2 separate regions of the Astyanax mexicanus genome follow, and region 2 is linked to region 1. A link is a contact called in public Hi-C data. All regions are on one chromosome and are shown on one strand. The core of a region is the stretch at or near the end of the contact, and the rest is flanking DNA. Distances in the headings are between cores, read along the strand shown. Region 1 has its middle 13 kb from the start of LOC107197805. Region 2 holds the start of soga1 (suppressor of glucose, autophagy associated 1).

Region 1 (7,247 bases), core at 1,559-4,058:
GGCAGCCTCTCAGTCCATGGCGATGTAAAACACGCTTGACTGTGGAGACTGACACCTGTGTTCCATCAGCTTCCAAATCCTTGCAGACCTGCTTCTTGGTGATTCTTGGTTGACTCTTGACCATCCTGACCAATCTCCTCTCGGCAGCATGTGATAGCTTGCGTTTTCTTCCTGATCGTGGCAGTGACACAACTGTTCCATGCACTTTATACTTGCGTATAATTGTCTGCACAGTTGCTCTTGGGACCTGTAGCTGCTTTGAAATGGCTCCAAGTGACTTCCCTGACTTGTTCAAGTCAATAATTCGCTTTTTCAGATCCACACTGAGTTCCTTTGACTTTCCCATTGTAGCTTTTGTAGCTGAGTCTAATCACTGGGTCAAATGAGCCCTATTTAAATGGGCTCATGAGAAGTCAACAGCTGTAGTCAATCAGAATCACTTACAAGAAGTGAAGAGGCCATGACATGAAGCTAATTTGATTAACACAACTCGCTACATCACCAAAATTGACAAATTTTGTTGCTGTATGTATATTTTTGACCCAGCAGATTTGGTGACATTTTCAGCAGACCCATAATAAATTTATGAAAGAACCAAATTTTATGACTGTTTTTTGTGACAAACATGTATGTGTTCCGATCACTCTATCACAGAAAAATAAGAGTTGTAGAACTTATTGAAAACTCAAGACAGCCATAACATTATGTTTTTTTACAAGTGTATGTAAACTTTTGACCACAACTGTAACCCCTCCAAGACAAAAAATATCTTCCTACCCCCAAAACACCCCAACAAAGAAGAAAGAGTGGCCGTCAGTCATGCTTGGAGCTCCCTCTCAAACCCTTGAATCTTGAACCCCAAACTTGGATCTCCACTATATGAATGACAGACCTGAAGATATGTTTTGTTCCTCATCTGAGGATGGGCTTTCTGATCTAGTAGACTGTGAATCGTAGAACATCTCGTAACAACATTTCCAAAAATGGCAGTTAGAGATCACTAGGTATAAGGTTTATGCTTCCCGTGACGTGTGTTTAGACGTAAAATGCTATAGGAATTACGAGATGTAAACAGGCCTGATGCACATCTCTCTAAATCACACACACACATACATAGTGAGGGTTCACATCTCTTGCCCTGATGGTGAATGCCAGGCTGCGCCGTTGCTCAGCAACCAGGACCCATTTGTGCAGCTAGTTCTTACGTCCCCACTGAGCCCAGCAGAACAGTAGAGAGAGCGAGAAAAAGAGAGAGAGAGAGAGAGAGCGATACAGGAGTAGTGCAGAGCTCATGATAACTAGGCTCTCTCTCGCTTGGGAAATGTGGAGAGAAGAACACTATGAGATAATAGTGAGTATATTTGCTGACTCATGTAAAGTTGTATTGTTTAGGCGTGAACTCTGAAGCATGCGTTTGCTTTCATTCCTCATTGTAAACTACCACAAAATACACACAGCATTCTGTACCCTGCTGCAGTAACCTTTACGAAAGTGTGTCTCAGGGTGAGCAGATTTCTCCTAAGGTTTATTGCAGTGGCCGCTCTTAGTGGCCTAGCAGACTTGGATACTGCGGCCAATTTTAAATCTCATGTTGTGCTGCTTTGGCATTAGCTTCTTGTGGGCACCGTCCTGTAAGCACTGATGAAGGACTAGAGGATGACCAACACAAACTGTACAGCAATAGATGAACTTCTGTCTCTAGATTTGACAGTAAGTGGACACAGTGTTTAAAACCTCCAGCAGCACTGCTGTGTCTGATCCACTTCTACCAACACAGCACTACTGGGTCAGTGTCATGCAGTGCCGAGAATGACCCAAAACTAAAATAGTAGCTGCTCTGTAGTGGTCCTCTATGGCTAATAGTAATATTAGTAATAATAAATGGTCTGGAAACACGGCTGTGGTCATGATCTTTAAACAGTGTATTTTGTTTTTGTTTTTTAGATTGTTCCAAGGTGGACATGCTGGGGGGGCTTTAGATCATTGTCCTGCTGCAGAACCCAAGTAATGAACTATTGGAAAGATATTCTCCTTCAGGACTTTCTGGTAGAGAAAATCCTCCAGAATACCTGGTTTCGTCTATTACAGCAAGTTGTTCAGGTCCTGAAGCAGAATCTTTTGATACCTCTTGGATGAGTTGTCCATACCCTTCTGGAGTAATTTTGGTAGGCCGGTCACCCCTGGGATGGTTCACCAGTGTTCCATGTTTTCTCCATTTGTAAAAATAGCTCTCACTCTGTTTCGCCGGAGTCCCAAAGCTTAAGAAATTACTGTGTAACCTTTGACTTTGACTAATAGATGTCAATGACTTCCTTCACAATGGGGCATAATTTGTTGCTTTTTAAGATCTTTTATCTTTTTTGCTTCATGTTGTCACACAGGTTCTATTTAAGTGATTTCTTGATCCTTGATTTAATCTTAGATCTACCTGGTTGTACCTAGTGAAACTGAACTCAGCTTTCCAAAAACAAATGAAATAATCACAGCTAACTAATTTGTTCACACAGATTAGTTTAGTTCGTTTTTTTTCCTTAATAGATGAGATCATAGTTTAAAAACTGCTTTTGTATATCAGACAAAGTAATCTATAAAATATAAGTATGACAAAAACACTGTATAATGTATCTTAGAGAATAATACTAACAAAATATATATTTTTGCATTTGTACAGAGGCCATAGCCTATGCTTAGCATGTTGCTACAGTGACCAAACAGTGATGTAAACAGATCCAGGCTGTTGGTGTTGGTAAAGAATTCCCACAACACAGTTACGGTACGTATACCCTACAGCTGGCCCACAACACCATTGTCATGCAACCAGCTGACAGAATAGCCAAGCCCACCTCACCCAGCTGCTGAAAGCCCTGCTGTGTCTTCAGCGTGACTCTCAATCCAACAGCTGACCAACAGCTGCATTCAGCGCAGCCCTCAGAGAGATAACGTCACCTTAGCCAAAGGAAGAGAAGGGAAGAACAATGTGCTTTTCTGTTAATAGTGTTTTTTTTCAGGCTCAGTGAGAAGGGTGGAGGCTGTCTACAGTGTGCTGTTCATCACAAAACAAATGTATGTGTTGATAACTGACGGAATCAGAAGACAGGCTGGTTTGCATGCGGTTGTTTTGGTCAGGCTTTTGCAAGTGCTTCCCTGGGAATTTAGGGCGGTTCCGTAAAGGCCCAAGAGTCCTTGGGAGATGAATGATGACGGTGTCAGGCAGGGACAGCTGAGTTTATATATTCTTAACAAGCAGGGCAGAGAGAGGAACGGGAGGAGACCTTATAAGGCAACGCAAGGAGAAACATCTACCCTCCCTTCCTTTGTGTGCAGAGAAAATACAGAGAACAGTCCAGTGCAGTGCATTAGCATTAGAGGAATGGCTGCTTCATCAAAACACTGACCTAGTCTTACTGAGCACTTGATACATGCTCAGAAACAGATCTCTCTATATGCAGAATAATTACATCAAGTCAAGTCAAGAGGCTTTTATTATGATTACATCTGAGCACAGGTACACAGTGCAATAAAATTACTGTGTTGCAACATAAAACAACAATACAATAGACAAATATAAAGTGCAATCATCAGTTTAACAGACAGGACAGTGCAGTACTGGCACGGTACAATGAAATGTGCTTGGTGTGAATAAGGTGCAAGGTATGTAACATACTGTAACATATGCAGGGGTTGGACAATGAAACTGAAACACCTGTCATTTTAGTGTGGCAGGTTTCATGGCTAAATTGGAGCAGCCTGGTAGCCAATCTTCATTAATTGCACATTATTGCACCAGTAAGAGCAGAGTGTGAAGGTTCAGTTAGCAGGGTAAGAGCACAGTTCTGCTCAAAATATTGCAATACACACAACATTATGGGTGACATACCGGAGTTCAAAAGAGAACAAATTGTTGGTGCACGTCTTGCTGGCGCATCTGTGACCAAGACAGCAAGTCTTTGTGATGTATCAAGAGCCACAGTATCCAGGGTAATGTCAGCATACCACCAAGAAGGACGAACCACATCCAACAGGATTAACTGTGGACGCAAGAGGAAGCTGTCTGAAAGGGATGTTCGGGTGCTTACCCGGACTGTATGCAAAAAACACAAAACCACGGCTCCCAAATCACGGAAGAATTCAATGTGTACCTGAACTCTCCTGTTTTCACCAGAACTGTTCGTCGAGACAGTAAATTATTGTGGTCTAAACACCAGGTGTTTCAGTTTCATTGTCCAACCCCTGTAGATTATACATGATCACAGCAGAGTAAGTGGAGTAATAATTAGCAGCAAACATTGCTGACAGGGAACAAGACAATTCCAGTCTCTGTGTGCTTAGTGTGTGTGTGGGTGTAGAGTGATGGGTGGGTTTAATATAATCTTTGTGTTGTGTGTGAAGAGTGGTGGGGGGTTCATTTCAGTTCATGTGAGAGTGTGTTGGTAAAGCTGTTACAGAGTCTTGTAGTGGAGGCTCTGTGAGTTGAGGAGTCTGACTGCCTGGTGGATGAAGCTGTTGCAGAGTCTGGTAACGGAGGCTCTGTGAGTTGAGAAGTCTGACTGCCTGGTGGATGAAGCTGTTGCAGAGTCTGGTAGTGGAGGCTCGGATGCTCCTGTGTCTTCTGCCAAACGGCATCAAAGCGAAGAGTTCGTGTGAAGGGTGGGTGGGGTCGTACACAATGCTGGTGGATTTGCGGATGCAGCGTGTGGTGTACATGTTGCTAATTCATGGAAGCGAGACTCTGGTGATCTTCTTAGCTGTCTTCACTCTTCACTGTAGGGTCTCGCTATCCGCTGTAGATTTTGCAGTTCCCAAACAAGAGAGTAATGCAAGTGCTCAAGACGCTTTATATATATATATATTTATTTATATATATATATATATATATATATATATATATATATATATATATATATATATATAATATGTAAATATAGAAATCACTTTTTAAAAGATTTCCATTTATTAAGGGAAAAAAACTATTCACACCTATCTAGCCCTTTCAATATCAAATATCAAGTGTGAATATCAGAAAAACATATTCTTTTAAAATTACCATTATAATACATGTGTTTACACAGTGTTCCATGTAAACTTCCCTGCATACCACCACAAATTAGCAACAATATTATGTAATGGACCATATATATATAACTGACTAAAGAGTTATTTAGAGAACCTACTGCAGAGGAGAAAAGGCTTTGGCTGAAGTCAGCACTCCTGTGTATAAGTGTCCTATATTTCTGACCAGAAGGGAGGAGGCTGAAGGAACGGCCTAGCGAATGCTATAAGGCTTACAACAACACTTCCTTTCTCTGTTATGTTTGCAGAGATTAGTACAGATCATTTTGAGGTAGAATATATATTTTGATACAGGTCTTTAAAGCATTCAGTTTACGGAGGCCTTTTTTCTATAATTTTAAAAATATTCATGGTTTGCTGATTGAAATCCAGGCCTAGTTTAAGCTAGTGCCAAAATGCTTGGCAGCCCCAACCTGCTTCTCTCTTTCTCTCTGTGAAAGATGATGATAGGACTGGAGGGTTAGTTACATGCTCTGTAACATGGCAGATGTGCAGTCTTTTGGATTTTGACACAATGGGCTGAAAGTAATTATTGGTAATTATTAACCAAGCAGCGAAATCAGGCATGGATTTTTTGGCCTTGTATGACCTGAACAGTTTTTTAGAGAAAAAGGGAAAACTGTCTTCTACACAAGTATCAAAATAACTTGACTGGTGACTTTTTGTGTTTATTTTGAGTTCAAATTACTTAGGTAAAAGGTAAAAATTGTAAGTAAGACTGAATAAGATAATTATTTCTAAAATATGTAAAACAATCTTACATTTACAATGCTTAGTAAGACTTAAAATTCTTATCAGAGCAAGAAATACGATTTATTGATTTGAAACTAGATAATTTCACTTGCTAAGATTTTGTTTTTTGCAGTGTAGTGACATGACCAACCATAATGATTAATATTAAACAGAATATTTCATCTTATTTATGCCACCACTTAACAAATAAGTGTAAAGTCCAGCAAGCATGGTACACAAAAAAAAATGGTTCCAATCATGGTGTTGGCTGGTATCCATGCTTCTTAAAGTATGAATCAAACATAAACACAGATATATTACACAGACACATGTTAATTGCTTGTCTAAACAAAGCACTGAAATATTTAACAGCTGCTTGGGAGAGGACGGGTTATAAGCTGAACAACTGGAGTGCTTTAGAGAGAGCTAGAATGTAATGAGTGACATTTACAGAGGAACGTTGTATGAGAAGGGTTATATGCACTGAAAATAGATCATTTTGTGTGGCCATATGGTTTTCTGGTGGCTAAAAACTAGTAGAAAAGAGAGAGAGGGAAAGAGGGGTGTTATATTATATAGTGTATATCATTTGTTAATTAGGCCTAATTTGTAATAATTAGAAGAAATTGGCGTGCAGTTCTGTCTCAAGCAGATATGTAGGTGAATACAGGTGTGTTCTGATTAGACAGATTGGGCCATATTTTAGCAATCTAAAAGCAAGCACAGAGCAGCTTGTTTAGGGTGCGTCAGTGTGTCTTTGCTATTGTAACGACAGGAAAAGTACACCTTGCGCAGTATGCACCAATTCTCTTAGTCATTCATGGTTGTGTTTTTGCCCTAACGTAAACACAGTGTTTCACCTGCCATTCTCTTTTGCTTTTTTGTATATTTTTTTTATTTCTAATTTTTATCCCATTTTCTCCCCAATTTACAAGAACAATTACCCAACCCACTTATTAGGACTCCCCCTATCACTAGTAATGCCCCAACACACCAGGACAGTGAAGACTAGCACATGCCTCCTCCGATACATGTGAAGTCAGCCACCACATGGGGAGAGAGTGCCATATACCCACCCAGAGAGAGCAAGGCCAATTGTGCTCTCTCAGGATTCAGCAGCTGATGGCAAGCTACATGAACAGGATTCGCTTTTTCAACAGCACAGCTGCCTGGCAAATCCAATTTCCAAGGCAAATCCAAAGCAGAGAAACCTTACCTGTTTGTTCATGATGTGAAGGTGCACAAGCAGGTCAGGACAATTTCCTGTAATTTTGTTTAAGCAGAATAATGTTATTTTATTTTGTATTCTGTTTATTTTAGATATAAAAATGTGCATAGCTGCCAAATGGCATGGGCTAAAGGTCTGTTCGTGTCCATGTGTGCATAACAAGCGGTGGTGTACTCGCAGAGAGTTAGCAGTGACCTCCTGACTGTTGGCGTCTGGC
Region 2 (7,247 bases), core at 3,007-5,506, 160 kb after region 1:
CCTTCACACTCTGCTCTTACTGGTGCAATGTGCAATTAATGAAGATTGGCCACCAGGCTGCTCCAATTTAGCCATGAAACCTCCCACACTAAAATGACAGGTGTTTCAGTTTCATTGTCCAACACCTGTATATTCAGTGTTGACACATGAAGAGTTATAATAAAATATTTACAAAAAAAGTTCATTGGTAAGATGGATTACTATGACACTGAATCTGTTCTTGAGTCATGGGTGTGCAATTGTATAAAGATTTCTTCAAGTAAGGCCCAGTAAACAACTTAGGACATCCAAGTTGTGCCATAGGCTGGGCCCTTGCGAAGTTCACTGGTGAGCTGCACTAAGAAATCAGATCTATTAGTTACTCATGAGAGCCCAATTGTGCCACGAGCCTCAGTGTAATTGTGAATTGTTAAACGACTGGTCCCATCTCAATAAGGAAAAGACAGAACTTGTAGTCTAGGCGTCACATCTAGTACCTCTAGTATTCCTACTCTATATCTATACTCCTGTACTCCTTTACACTCATCCTTACGTAATAAAGCAACGTTGGAATAGCATCCCTTTCAAATCCGGCTAATCCCCTGAACCCAGCCGTTGTAATAAGGCAGCTAAAGTATTTATAAGAGTGAGTAGTGTAGTAAACAGGAGGCTGTTAATTGGCTGCTGCCGAGATGCTGTGGGCACAGGATGCCGTTCATTGGTTCCCGAGATGCGGTGGGACGCAGCGTGCGGTCACACAAGTTCTTCACTATGTAGGTCACTCACTGCAGCGAGAGTCACGTGCTGCAAGCGCGCATAAACACTGGAGTGAAAGAAAGGTGGGTGCGAGTGAACTGCAGCAGCAGCTGTATCAGCTGCAGCAGATGTGCAGCATTTGAGACACCTCACAGCTGTACAGTAAAAGAGTGTGGTAAAATAAATAAATAAATACATATAAAATACCACAGCGAAGGGTGGAAAACTAATGTCAATCAATGTATCACCTTGTTTAAGTATTTTTTATTGAGCAATATGGATTAATCAGCCAATAAGCTATCAATTACTCACAACAAGAGATCTCATCCTAATTAAGAATTAAACCCACCCAAAAATGCGCTCCCCTGATGTGCCAGTTCTGTTGGTCAATACCTGGACAGGACCACCAGCCCACCTGGATTCAGCAAAATATTAAATATGATTGTAATCTAGCTGCTCGAAGACTGTACCAGTTCTAATGATAAAGGTCTGTTTACTGCCCGCCATCAGAGCATGCTAAAAGGGCAGCTCATATATAATGCAGCGAATGCACACCTCTCTTATGATCAAATAGATCAAAATCAGTGAAGTGTTAAAGCTTCTAAATCTTGGCAATATATTAACCATCACTTGTGCAAATGCTAAATGTTCTTCAGACAGACTAAACATAGCAATAAATCTGTAATAAACCATAATAAGCACTAAAATGTTGACAGATGGTGGCAGTTGCCTGCTGAAAACACAGCTTAAGCTGGTTTCAGAAGATCTGGGCTGGTCTTTGATGGTCAAGGTGGTTGAAAAGCAGGTCATTCAAAAATACCCTCAAATAATGCAAAAAAAAATATTCATACAGTTTTAAGAGTCACAGTTGTGTAAGTAATCACAGTTTTCATGCATCTTGGCATATTTTCCTCCATCAGTCTTTCACACTGCTTTTGGATAACTTTATGCCACTCCTGGTGCAAAAAAATCAAGCAGTTCAGCTTGGTTTGATGGTTTGATCATTCATCTTCCTCTTGATTCAATTTGATAAAATTAAATAAACTCATCATTTTAAGGGGTATTCTATTTTTTTTCCAGAGCTGTATATGATGCATTTGATGTTGTTCATGCTTAACCATGCTTGGCGACCATAGTTGTTTTGCTGGCCATTTTGATTGACCTGCTCTGCTTAAAAAAGGTTCAGCTGGTCATCCAGAGAAAACATACCTTACAACCCAGCATAGGGTATTTTTTCTCCAGTTGACCAGGTGGTCTTGAGCTGAATTTCTTAGCAGGGTGGTCATTTGGCTTGGTTATGCTGGTCAGACTAATCAACCAGCTTGGCCTAACTGGTTATGCTTGTTAAACTAGGCCACGTTTGAAGGTTGATCATGCTTGTAGACCAGATAAAACATCAAACTCAAATGAAAACATACACTATACTGGTCAAAATATAAGCTGGTCACCTTCACTGGCCTGACCAACTGGCCATGCTGTTTTTATGAGCAAATTATATGGCTATGGTAGTAAAACAAAAGTGGCTAGGTTGTTAAATAAAAAGACTAGCAGGCTACTAGGCATCCACACATCAATAACAATAACAGCAGGTTAACGTTTAAATTTCAGTTGTAATATATAACAGTGAGCTAATAATGATACAAATAGGCTACTATTTAGTGTAACATTTTTTAATAAGTATAAAAGTGAGTTTCCATTTATCCTATTTTTTAAACTACCTATATCGCTCACATTTGACTTGTTTTTATCTCTTTAGCAATACTGTATGTTTGCATTTGTCTTATTTTTATATGTTTACCATAATTCTGCCTTCAAATGCAGCTTGTTTTTTGGTTTAATTAGCAAAAAGTTGAGTTTCCATTTAACCCCTTTTTATCTATTTAGCATAATATCGTGTAATTAGCATAATATCGTGTAATGGTGCCTTCACATGTAAACATATTTTTTATCTTTTTATCAGAACTATGTGTTTAATTAACCTATTGTTGTATCTATTTAGCATAAAGGTCATTTTCCATTTAACCTATATTTATCTATTCCGCAAAACTGTAACGTTTGTTAACTACGTTCGCATTTAGCGTATTTATAGCGTGTTTATGACATAATGCTGCATTCAAATGCAGTTTATTTTGTTTACTCTATTTAGGTTAGCATAAATGTGAGTTTCCATTTAACCCATTGTATCTATTTAGCATAACTACGTTTGCATTTAGCTTATGTTTTCTGTTTAACATAACGTAGCCATTTTTTTATCTATTTAACATAAAGGTGAGCTTACATTTTACCCATTTTTGTCTATTTAGCATAACCGTAGGTTTGTATTTAGCTTATTTATAGCGTGTTTAACATAATGGTGCGTTCACATGTAGCATATTTTTATCTATTTAACATAACTATGTGTTTTGATAAGCAGGTAACCTATGTTTATCAAGGTGTTTAGTTAGCAGGAAGGTGCTGAACTTTCTCCTGACCTTCAGATAGTCGTTTTCTGAGCGCAGCTCCTCGATTTCTCTCAGATACTCCTCATGAACCCCGTCTGTGAGCTCCTCGGTCAGGTCAGAGAAGGCGAGCGAGGTGCTGGCAGCCACGCGGCTCTCCAGGGAGGCGAGTGAGCGCTCGTCCGCGGGCGACACGCTCTCCTCTCCGGCTTCCACGCCCGAGGAGAGCCGCTCCCCTCCGTCGCTCCTGAGTCGCCGCTCTCCGGCCGCTCCTCCGCGGCTGCTGGTCTCCGTGTCGCTGCTCAGAGCGTCTGCGCTGACCCGGTGCTCCTCGGAGGCGCAGTCCGACAACTCCGAGCTGCTGTCCGTGGCCGACAGTTTGCCCGGCGCGCAGCCGGAGTCTTTGCTGAGCTCGTCGGATGCGGCGCTGGCGTCCGACGTCTTCCTCCGGTTCAGCTTGGCGCTGCTTCTCGCCGCCGCTACCGAGGAGGGCTGCCCGCCTCTTCCCGCCGCCTTCCCCTTCTCCCCCTTGGGCTCCCTGCCCGCGCCGGGGCTGCGGCGAGACACGCGGGAGCCGATGTGGATGGCGCCCGGCTTCACGCTGAGCGCCGGAGCGCCGATGCCCCCGCGGATCTTGGTCAGCGACCAGCCGGGCACGTCCCGCGGTCTGGCGGGAGACGGGGCGCGGTGCAGCTTCTTCTTCTCGCCGGCGGGAGGCTGAGCGCCGCCTTCACCGCCTCCGCTGCGGGTCCCGCTTTCCATGGTGCTGCTCCTCTTTCCCTGGGGCGAGGAGGCGCAGTGGGTGGGAGAACCGGGGTCAGCCTTTGTCTTGGTCATTCATTCCGCTTTGGAGCTACGGTTCAAAGAGAAATCAGACCCCCACAAGAAGTTTAACACGAAGTTATCTAAAGAAACAGCGAGATGAATCGGTTCCAAATCCGTGTTGTTGTCCAAAACTGATTAAAAACCGGTTTAAATCCAAAGCGAGCTTTGTTTCTCCAGTTCTTTCAGTTCCTCAGCTCACCCGTCCACACAACCCACCCTCTCTCCGCTTCTCTACAATACTGAGTGAGCGGAGACTGAGCTGGAGGGAGATGTTTCTTCTCCCCGCCCAGATAGAATAGCGGCTCTGAGGAGGAGGAGGAGGACTCCCAAAACCCAGCTCCATCCACAGCTCGCTGCTGCCACCACCGGCTTCAGGAGAGCAGCAAAGCTAGCAGGAGTCTGGAATTCAGACTCAGTAGACTCACTAGATAATTTCACTGTGATTTATGTGCCTAAATGAATGGTTATGTGAAAATATAATTAGTTCACACAGATTTTATTTATGCTGCAAAATGTGGTGTGAATTTTTTATGCTATGCTAAGTTATGAGGCTAAATTTTGTTAGCAAGCTAAAAACACTACCCTGCTAAAACAGTATCACTTTAGGGTGGTCAAGCTGATTAAGATTGTTGACCTGTTTATCTTTTGAACAGCATAGGGTATGTTTTTGTTGCACTTGATGGTTTAGATCCCTAGAACCTTATCGTGCTTGTCATGTCGGTATTGGTTGATTTGAATTTGTTTTATGATTAAAAATTACATTATGTACAATAAACAACAGGCATTACACAAACCAGTCACTAAGCACTAAGGCTTATTTCCATTGTGCTACTCTAAGTATATGATGGTTGTCCAGATTGGTCTTGCTGGCCATGGCTGGTTGGCTAGCATGGTATTTTTTGGTCTAATGCTGGATTGCCATGGTCAAGCTTGGTCATATTAGCTGTTTACCTTAGTTGTTTAGATTAGCTCAACTAATCTATAGTTGTCAACCAGTTTAACCATCTTGAGCTGACAAAACTGTTGTTTTTCTGTTGTCTTGGCCAGCAAAGCAAAGCTGATTGACCAACATGACAAAAAATAAGAATGACCAAGCATGACAACTAGAATGACCAAGCATGACCAAATCAAATGCAACCAATGCTATACTAGTCAATTGCTGGTTAACCAGCTTGTTTAACAGTGTAGCTTTTTTTTTAACCACCTCACCCACTAAAATCCAAAACCCAGATCACTATATAGAGAAATATTATTAGAGACAAAAATGAAACGACAATTCAGCCTCTATGAAGAAAAAGGGTGTAAGCAATATTATCTTTGATTAATACACTGCTTGGCCAAAAACAAAAAGTTGCCATTTGTATTTAACTAAGCATAAGATCTGGGGTTGCTGCAATTAGTCAGGTCTAGGTTCAGCAACAGTATGTGCTCAAAGAATGAGGTCAGCTGACTGCCTCAATATACTGAATATAGACCAGGTTATTCCATCAATGTTTTTTTTCCTTCCTGATGGCACGCACATATTGATGGCAAAATGACAATGCCAGATTTCATGGGACTGGAATTGTGAAAGAGTGGTTTACGGAGCATGAGATCATCATTTTGACACATGGATTGTTCACCAGAAAGTCCAGACCTCAACCCCATGTGCTGGAGAAGGCTTTGTGCAGCAGTCAGACTCTACCATCATCAATGCAAGATCTTGCTGAAACATTAATGCAAAGCTAAATTGAAATAAATCTTATGACATTGCAGAAGCTTATCAAAACAATAACACAGTGAATGTGTGCTGCAATCAAAGCTAAAGGCGGAAATATTAGAGTGTGTGACCTTTTTTTGGTCAGGCACTGTATGTAAGCCTTACTCTTATTATTTATGCAAGGCATTATTTTAGTTGTGTGCATGGACTGACAGATCAGTGGCCTTGCATGCTTTCCAAGCTCACAATGGTTGGGCTATTTCTCTAAACATGCTGCATTCTTTCTTCTGCCATCTCTACAGTAGGCTACATATCCTTGCAAAAACCTTGAGTTGGCATCTGTTCCACATCAGGATCAATATGCATTCATAAGGCAGTCTATGCAGTAAATGTTTAGAAGCTTGTTGCGGCAGGGAAACATTTAGAAAGTAGGCCAAAAAAAGGCATCCCACGACTTTATCATTTTCCCAGGCTCCGTAATTAGCTTTTAATGGCTGCTTAATTCAAAAGCTTAGGCTCATACTTAAGCCCTGGCAGTGCTACTGTGCAGCTCTGCAGGGATCCTCATGCAGGAAGAGCCCTAGAGCGTAACTAAAGCATATCGGTAATGAGATCATACACCATAACAGCTCAATTCATTGCAGGAACAATGACTGCTGTCTCGGTTTGAGCTATTCTGTGTTTCATGTTTTACTGTCTGAAGGTTTTTTTGTACAGTTCTTTAGGAGCTTTGGACAAGAAAATAATTAAAAGATAGCCTATTTTATCCATCAACCAATCCAGGTATCCAACCATCTACACATTTACCCAATTATCTATCTACCTGCGAAGGCAATCTGGGTATCTCTGGGTATCTGACGGGGATGTCGAGTCTGTTTCTCAGTATATTCTTATTCATTTACTAGGTGTTTCTTCAGGTTTTTGATGGCTTTATGCTATTGAACACTGTGGACACTGCCTATTATTAGTGAAATGGGAGCAAGCCTAGCCCCTTAAATTATAATAAAGCGTGTGCTTGTGGGAATAATTTAGTATTAAGTATTATTTTAAAGATAGAAGATCCTATGTATTGTACATGAACATACAATACTGTGCAAAAATCAGAGAATGCTTGTTTATTTATGTTAGTATGTCTACTTTATCTTGTTTTAAAAATCAACATCCTTCGGTTCTTCTAGGCAGCTACTTAACACTCAGCATTAAAAGGCGCCATGTCAGACTGCCATTGGCTGCATAGAATCATCATATCTTAGACTATTTGCAATGATAACAGCATAGCATTTAGCCTGCTGCTAATGGTGCAGAAGTGATGCTGGACAAGGCCAGAGGTCAGCACACTGATAATGTTCCTGTTGTTATAGATTTTCACATATATCAAGGAATAAGCTAGCGTAAAGGGTGCCATAACTATGGAAGCACATTCCCACTACCTAAAATAAAACATTAAACGCAGAATATATTTTTCCTCTTTATTAAGTGAATAGTTTTCTCATATTTTGAAATATTCTCTCATTATTTTGAGATATTATCTAATTATTATGAGATGCTAT

Evidence for each region. Hi-C and Micro-C count contacts between places; a contact is called where the count stands out from the background.
Region 2: a Hi-C map of muscle shows a contact between it and region 1, with 18 times the contacts expected there. The contact joins the promoter of soga1 here to the enhancer-like site in region 1. A contact is called at or near these places in 2 of 3 Hi-C or Micro-C datasets (both in muscle).

Annotation. Positions count from the first base shown.
Region 1 is chr13:26,642,898-26,650,144 of AstMex3_surface, forward strand. No RefSeq gene overlaps it. Among protein-coding and RNA genes, the nearest start is that of LOC107197805, 13 kb to the left of the region's middle. Within about 2 kb of position 2,809, the one cell type or tissue checked has an H3K27ac peak away from gene starts, as active enhancers do.
Region 2 is chr13:26,806,407-26,813,653 of AstMex3_surface, forward strand. It overlaps soga1 (suppressor of glucose, autophagy associated 1), which reads right to left and starts at 4,257. Exons shown (of 14, transcript XM_015607622.3): 1 at 3,207-4,257. The coding sequence starts at 4,010.